2 separate regions of the Rattus norvegicus genome follow, and region 2 is linked to region 1. A link is a contact called in public Hi-C data. All regions are on one chromosome and are shown on one strand. The core of a region is the stretch at or near the end of the contact, and the rest is flanking DNA. Distances in the headings are between cores, read along the strand shown.

Region 1 (3,925 bases), core at 187-2,686:
ATATGCCCCTACGAAAAAACATAACAATATTTTAAACTTATTTTGGGCCTGGGCATCATTGACACATAGTAGGCAGAGGCCTCAGACTGTTCAAGGCCAACTCTGTCTACACAGTCCCTTCCGCAAAAAGAAGTTTCACTTCCTAAGGAATATAGTAGCTTAGCTTGCATTTCTTCAAATGGTTCAATTGGGCATAGAAATTGCGTTTTATATTTCTCTTGAGACTTTCAAACACTTATTTGTTTTTGTGTGAGTATACCTGTGTGCTCATGTGGAAGTCAGGAGACAACTTGCAGGACTCAGTACTCCTTACATGGGTTTCCAGGATCTGACTCTGGGCCTCAGGCTTGGCAGCAAGTGCCCTTCCCTGCATAGCCATCGCAGCAGATCCATAACCTCTTGTTTTTATTGGTTAGAAAAGGATCTTGGTCCACCAAAACTTAAAACATTAGCCCTTTATCTGGCATATCTTGTAAATATTTTTCCTAGGTTTGCACCATGTTCTCTTGATAGGTGAGAAGGATTGTTAGGGGCTGGGAAGAAAGTTGAAGGGAGGAAGTTGGAGAGGGGAGTGTGAGAGAGGGGGCATCGCCTTCTAGTCACTCGCCTTGAGGGACTAATTGAAGATCAACTTCGATGCACCGGAAAATAAACTTTTTGCTTTTGCATCAAAGAGGGGGAGAGGGCAGGAGATGGACATGGTCAAAGCATGATACATTCATGTGTGGAAATATCCCAGTGAAGCTCTCTAATTTGTATATTTATATGTCAAATACTTTAAAGGAGTGTGCATACATGTGAGCTGAGGTGGTTTGGTGTTCTTAAATGTCAAACTTGTGAAGAATCTTCATGACAAAAAGCACCGATTGATGTGAATTTATTCCTGACTCTGAGAAGCTGCAAGGAAGAAACTTCACGGAGTTTGAGATGGATGGGCAAGCTGAAGAATCTTCTAGCTGTGGAAGCTGACCGACCCCACACAGATCTGACTTGGCCAAGTATGTTTACTGATGGCATGTGTCGGTTTGAAAACTAGGCGACTAGCCATGAACTCCTCTCAGGCTTCTATCTAATAACCTCGGTGGGTTGGTGTAAAGGCTGAAAAGGCCTTGGGCTGTGATGGCCACGCAAGAACTGACGTCAAGTCCGCGTGACGTCATCTGAGCTAAGGCGATGGCCGCTTAGGGGCCTCTGGAGGGTAGGAGACGTCACGAGGCGTGGAGGTGACCAGCTTCGGGATCCGCTGCTGGTCTCTGGCTCCCGCGGCCTCGAGATCCTAGGCTCAGGAGCCTTCTAGACCCTTCGCCTTCGCCACGCCCTCTGCGAGCCTCTGGAGCTACCCGCCGCCAGCTAGCTCACCCGCCCCGCCGCGGGCACGCGCACGCACGCAGCCGCGCACGCGCGTCCCCTCGGAACCCGGAAGTGCGAGCGGAGCCACGTGGGTGGAGCTGGCGCGCAGGTCGCATGGGGGAGTCTATCCCACTAGCCGCCCCGGTGCCGGTGGAACAGGCGGTGCTGGAGACGTTCTTCTCTCACCTGGGTATCTTCTCTTACGACAAGGCCAAGGACAATGTGGAGAAGGAACGAGAGGCCAACAAGAGCGCGGGGGGCAGCTGGCTGTCCCTGCTGGCGGCCTTGGCGCACCTGGCCGCGGCCGAGAAGGTCTATCACAGCCTCACCTACCTGGGGCAGAAACTAGGTACCTCCGCCCCGCCCCTGTCCCTGAGGAGGAAGGAGAGGGTGTGCACTCCCCGGTCTGCCTTGGTCTGGGTGCCCTGTCACTCTCGGCGGCCGGCTCCACTCTGCCCAGGTCTCCTCCCACCGGTCCCCCTCCTTCCCTAGTCTGCCGCAAGCCCCGCCCACCGGCCTTTGCCATCGCTGCCTAGGTGGAATGGGCGGATGCCTTTTGCAGGGCATGCTCCAAACCCCGTGGGTTTACGATTTTGCACCGTGCATGGATTGGTTTCATAATTGACAAGTTAACTAAGTTCTATGTCCCCGTTCCAATTCACTAGTTAGATCTCACAGCGGCCTGAGGAGCAAAACCATGCGGTGGAACCTAGGTGTGTTAATAAATAATTTCATCTGGCTTCTTATACAGAGGGGAGTCCGATGCCCTCTTCAGTCCTTCAGAGCATGTTAAGTGAATGAAGGAATGAGTGGATCCTGGGGCAGGAAAGGCAAAACCTTAACTGGAGAAGAGTTAAGGGAGGGGATGGTAAACACCGCTAGCCCTCATGTAAATTTTAACCCTGAAAATAAGATGCAGAAACTCTTAACTGATCATCACTACGAGAACCATCCGTTTTTAGTTGATAAGTAATGCATAAAAGTCAAGGGCTATTGCATTCAAAGCGTTACTTTTAATAATAATGGCAAGTGAGAGCGGACTACCAGAGAATTGGGGTGGGTAGTCCAATACTTTGTTTTCTTCTTGACCCTTTAGTTGTTGAAAGTTTGAGGGCCTTTCATGAATGAAGGATTCACGTCTCTGGCATAAAAGAGAGCATACATTACATATAGAGTTGATCACCTTCTGTTGCAGTTAGCTTAATGAATACTGAGCGTTTGGTAAACACTCCAGGGTAAGGGCTTTCTGAGATCATAAGGTCTGTAGCTTCTCAAATAATTGCTACTTAGTTATTGGTAAAAAGTGGTCAGAGGTTTCACTCTTGGTATATTTTTCTCTCTACAGTGTTACTGCAGCACAAATGTGCATTTGCTATTACAGTGCTGCAATCCTATTTTCTACAGTGTAGTGAACTGGGTATGCATTTATGGGAGGTGGTAGGTCTCAAAACTGAACGCCTGTCTTGAGTTATCAGATTGAGTGTATACATAGCCTTTATTCAAAGCATGTACATATATTATAATTTATATGATGCATATTCATGTATGTCTGTGATGTGTGTGTGTGTGTGTGTGTGTGTGTGTGTGTATGAAAATTGGCTATGTTCTAGCTGTAATATTGACAGTGGATAATATTCTGGTAGTTTAGAATGGTTTGGGCTTCCTGCCTATGAAAAGTGATGATTGACCCAAATGCCATAATTCTTAACTTTTTTCGTTGTTTGAGATCATCCATAGGGATTTGATAAAAGCTGTAGCGTTAACTTCTCTACCCACCCCTGATATATATGTACATATTATTGTATATATAACCAGATGTAGAGAATGAGGAAGGTCAATTGGGTTTCCTAAAGGATATTTGTGAATTCCAGTGGTAAATAAATACATAAATACATAAATCTGCACTGAGTTTGAATTGTATGCACCAGGATTTTGTATAAAAAGAACTGGCCACCAAGTTTACAAACATGTAGAAGTCCTTTACTGACTCTGACTTGGCCTCTGTGAAGCAGCCCTTGTGTAAATAAAGTGCCGAGTTCTGCTTGAACCTCAGGTGTCTCATAGGTGAGCCTATGTATCAGTTCATACTGGAAAACATGACTCAGGGCTCCAGGGCTGATCTCCCTCCTGAGGAAATGTTCTAAAAAAGACACGTTTTAGTGCTTTGTAACATAAATGCTCGGGTAATAGTATAGGTGAGTTCCAGAATTTAAAATTTAACGTCTTTGTGCTTGTATATTGGTACATATGATTACCAGAGAATGAAAAAAAATTGTTATTTAAAGCACTACCATGTTTTTTGGAATTCATGTGGTATTCTTTGTGAAGCAAAATGAAACAATTACGCATACTCTTTAAATCTTTTTGAAGCATTGCTTGGGCATGGTGGTACATGCCTTCAGTCTGCCCGCTCAGGAGCCAGAGGCAGGTGTGAGTTTGAGGCCAATCTGGTCTACATAGCAAGCTCTAAGCCAGCTGGGGTTGCATGGTGAGACAAGGGAACATGGTTGGAGATGTCTGTAGAGGTTTTTTGAAGTTATAATTGACAAAAATTGTATGTACTTGGAATATCCAA
Region 2 (3,984 bases), core at 455-2,954, 310 kb after region 1:
AATGAATAAAGATGGCGTATACTCATATTACAGAACTTACACCCTAAGGAAATTAAGGTAATATTCAAACCTTTCGTCCCTGCGAGTCCTGTCCTTTTTCAAATAAGGACCCAATTACAGGCAAATGGCTTACAGTGAGACACCTATATCAGGAGACCTTTTTGAAAATGAATGCCAGGAGGTGCTCCAAGCAGTAAGACAGCCAGATTGTCACTTCTATGTGGACAACGTGCACAGGGATATGGTGGTTGTTATCAGGAGTCCTTGCCTGTGAACGGTTTGGGGCCATACATTGGAGAAAAACATGTTATCCTCATTAGAAAGTTTACCTGACCTAAGGATATAATAACTTCTCTGCTAATATAACTCTGACATCCACGTTGGGAGTTCCTAGAAGTATGAACATGACAGGCAGAAAGAAACTGAGATTCAACAAATGCTCAGCCTAACTCCCCTATAAAGGTCAGCCTGAACTCCAGTGGAGTTTGCTGGGACTTGGTCTTGAGTCACCCTCCTGCTCAGGTGACCCAGAATTCCCCAGCCCCAGGTCCTCTACAGGACTCCAGGGATTTTCACAACTTCACCATACAAAAGGACACCCACCGAGGCTCCAGGCTTCCCTAAGGCAAGCACTCACTGTTCATGTCAGCTCAGCAGCCCTGTCACAAAACTCTCTGTAAGTGCAGGTGTCCATACAGCAATCTACGTGAACTTTGCATTAAATGCACCACTGAACGCCAGAGATCCTCACACCCATCCATTGTCTTCATCAGGAAATGCGGAGACCACACAGGGGGGTGGGGGCGGGGCAGCACTCATAGATGTTTATCAAACACTCCCGTGCAAAACAAAACACTTGAATTGGAGGGAAAAAACAATATTTTTAAAGTACGAAACACAAAAAGTTAAAAAAAAAAAGGCTTAATCAACCTTAATGAGGTCGCCTCCATTAGTTGACTATGTGAAGGGACTGAAACTACTTACTCATATATTCAAGCCTTCATTTCATATGCAAGTGCTCCCCAGCAAATGATAAAGCAATATCCTCCCGTGAGTGTGAAGGATGGCACCGGATTCCATCTATCAAGGAGGAGTCAGATTCCAGTAGTCGCTGGAGGTTTAACTGCCAGGGCTTGGAGAGAGCTCTTTTACAAAAGCAAGACTCGCCCTACTAAATTAACCCGGGGGAAAGCGTGCATGTCTGAAACAGCCTTCACTCAATGAAACGCTCGACCACTGAGTATTCACACTTTACAAAATGACTCCGTGGGGTGGGGGTGGGGGGTGAGGGGGATGCTGTGACAATGATTTCCCATAAAAAGGATGGTGATGATATGACAACTGGGCAGGAACTCTGGGCGCTGCCTTCCGTCCCCAGTAAATCGCCAGCTGAAGGTGATTAAGTTCCAGCCTGTTGGGAGACAGGAGCTCCAGCCTGGGGAAGCCACCTGGTAGCCTGTACCGGTGGGTCCGATCAGGTTAGGACTGGCTTAGAGGAGGCCCTGGGGGATTAGCCAGGAGCAGAACTGTCCCCTACCCACCATCCGCCCACGCAGACACCAAGTTACACACGGAACTCCAGGAGCACAATGACAAGCAAGCACACAAAAGGAGCGAGGCGGCCGCTCCCACCCTTACCTTTGACTTGACTTTCATACTCGGCTATGATCTCTTTGTCCTTCTTGAATCTGCTCGGGGTGGACATTCTCCGGCTGTTCCGGGCTTGCTTTCAATGGGCAAGTTCTTGTCGGGTGGTCACCGTCCAGTCTCCGTGGAGGAGCAGAGAGTTGTACTCCCTCTCGCAGAGAAGCCAGAGGCAGCACCCGCGGGAGGGACAGGAGGGACGGGAGGAGCGAGAGGAGGAGGAGGGAGAGGAGCGATTAGAGCGAGCCGGGCGCCGGCACCATGCTCTGGGCTGAGCCGCCCTGGGCGCTGGCGAGCGGGAGCCCCAGCCCGCGAGGCCGGCCGTGCAAAGTCGGGCGAGTGGGGGGCGGGGGGCGTCTCCCGGCCGCTTCCTCTACGGCCGCCGGGCGGACGCGGGGATCGCGCGATCGCCGCGCACCATTGTTGAGACCCGCGCGGGGGTCGCGCCCCGCCGGCCGCCGCCGCCTCCCTTCCTGCCGGCGCCCGGGGCTGGGATGCTGCCGCCGCTGCCGCCGCCCGGCAGGCCGAAGGGATGGCGGTTCTCACGCGGGTGCGATCGGCGGGACCCGAAGGGCGGCGGCGGCGGCGAGGCTCGGACGCGCCCCGGTCAGCCCGGCGGAGTTGGCGGATCTGGATCTGGAGCCGGCGCCGCGAGGGTCCTCCGCTGCCTCGGTCGCCGGCGCCTCGGCTCTTTCTCCGCCGCCCACTGGCCGCTGCTGCCCCCTGGCGGCCGCGGCTACACGCGCACCCGGAGCCGCGCCCCCGCCCACTGCGAGCCCAGACCTTGCCTGCAAGGAGAACCTGTGCTGCGGGTCCTGAGGATTTAGGCAAGGCGGGGCTCTGTCGCCCAAGGGGAAGGAGTTCCTGGGACGATCTCTTCCTTGTCCTGGCCCTGGCCCCTCCCCCGCTCTGAGCTCGCCCGGGAGGATGGGTGTCCCCCGTGGTCGAAGTCTAGAGTTGGATATCACCCTAATAGAATCCAAGACACTGTACTCCAAGAGGAAAACTGAACGTTGGGTTATGAAGGGCCTGCCTGTTGAAAATCTAAGAGGATGAAACTCTACCTTCGAGGCAGGGAGGACATCTTAAACACTCTCAGGCCTCTCTTGTCCCTGCTCAGGTTCTAGGATGTCAGGGGGCAAAGTGGTGTGCTAGGAGTCTGTCACATTTAAGATGTTGCTAGACTTCGTTCGGCTGGGTTTACTTTTCCTGGCTCCTTCAAATAATTTCCAAACGCTGGGGTCCTGATTTATCAAAGTGATTCTGGCAAAGGGGTATCCGATGGCCAGAGTGTTTACACTGAGAGATGTAAAGACCGGAGAGAGGCTTAGACTCTTCTCTTAGTTGGCGACATTAGTTCTTAGTGCCGACTGAACACAAGCTAGGCGCGAGGGGACCAGCGTTAGGCACCTGACCTGAAGGATCTCACAATAAATCTCAGCTTAAGTAAATAATTACAGGCATTATGATAACGCTGTAGAAATAACGGTCTCATCCAAGAACAGGGGTGGGGAGACGGAGGGAAGGAAAAATGGACTGTGTTATCAAGGCTGTCTGAGGATTAAGAAGTCATAGGAGTAGAGTACCATTGGCTGTGCGTTTGCAGTAATTGGCGAATTAGCCAACGTCCTCATACAGGCAGGACTATCCCTGAGCGACGCCCCACCCCCACCCCCACCCTGCTCCTGAGTTAAAGGGTTGAACAGTAAGTAGTTGCCAATCTACGTGAGAAGATGCATATTTCTACGGGAGAAAAGGCATATTTTCTCTGGGTAATTGCAAACAACTTTTTCGGAGATCCACTCACATGTTAGGCATGATAGAAGCCAAAAATACTTCAAAAATCTAAACATATGCAGGTGTGGTATACATGCACTGGGTTGGCATTTTTTTAATTACTCATTGCATCAATTTAATTTTTTAATTTGTGTCCTATAACAGAATAGAACATAAGATTGGGGACCTGTTATTTTGAACACCAGTTCTCAGTAGACCAGGGTGGCCTTGAACTTGTTTATTTGTTTATTGAGACAAGATCTCATGTAGCCCAAGCTGCCCTCAAATTAGCTATACCAATGAAGATGACTTGGACCTCACGGTGTCCCTGGTTTACCCCCTAAATGCTAAGATTATAGGCAGATACCACCACAGCCGGTTTTGTGTGGTGCCGCAGACCAAACCCTGGCTTTAGTGCATTTCTAGCTGAGCCCTCCATTAGCTGAACTTCAGCTGAAAAGGATCTGTTTTCTCTTTTACTACACAGGAGGTTTCACTATGACTTTTTGATATTAAGGAAGCAGAGGGGTAAGGACTCACCTCTGAGCTCTTTGTGTCAGGGAC

The links. A called contact is a pair of places that touch in the nucleus more often than the background predicts.
Region 2: a Hi-C map of Schwann cells shows a contact between it and region 1, with 4 times the contacts expected there. The contact joins the promoter of Srgap1 here to the promoter of Kics2 in region 1. A contact is called at or near these places in 5 of 12 Hi-C or Micro-C datasets (the A7r5 cell line, Schwann cells, frontal cortex and 2 more).

Annotation. Positions count from the first base shown.
Region 1 is chr7:59,168,267-59,172,191 of GRCr8, forward strand. Kics2 (KICSTOR subunit 2) reads left to right here and starts at 1,437. Exons shown (of 3, transcript NM_001109287.2): 1 at 1,437-1,699. The coding sequence starts at 1,465.
Region 2 is chr7:59,477,821-59,481,804 of GRCr8, forward strand. It overlaps Srgap1 (SLIT-ROBO Rho GTPase activating protein 1), which reads right to left and starts at 1,705. Exons shown (of 22, transcript NM_001191784.2): 1 at 1,639-1,705. The coding sequence starts at 1,705.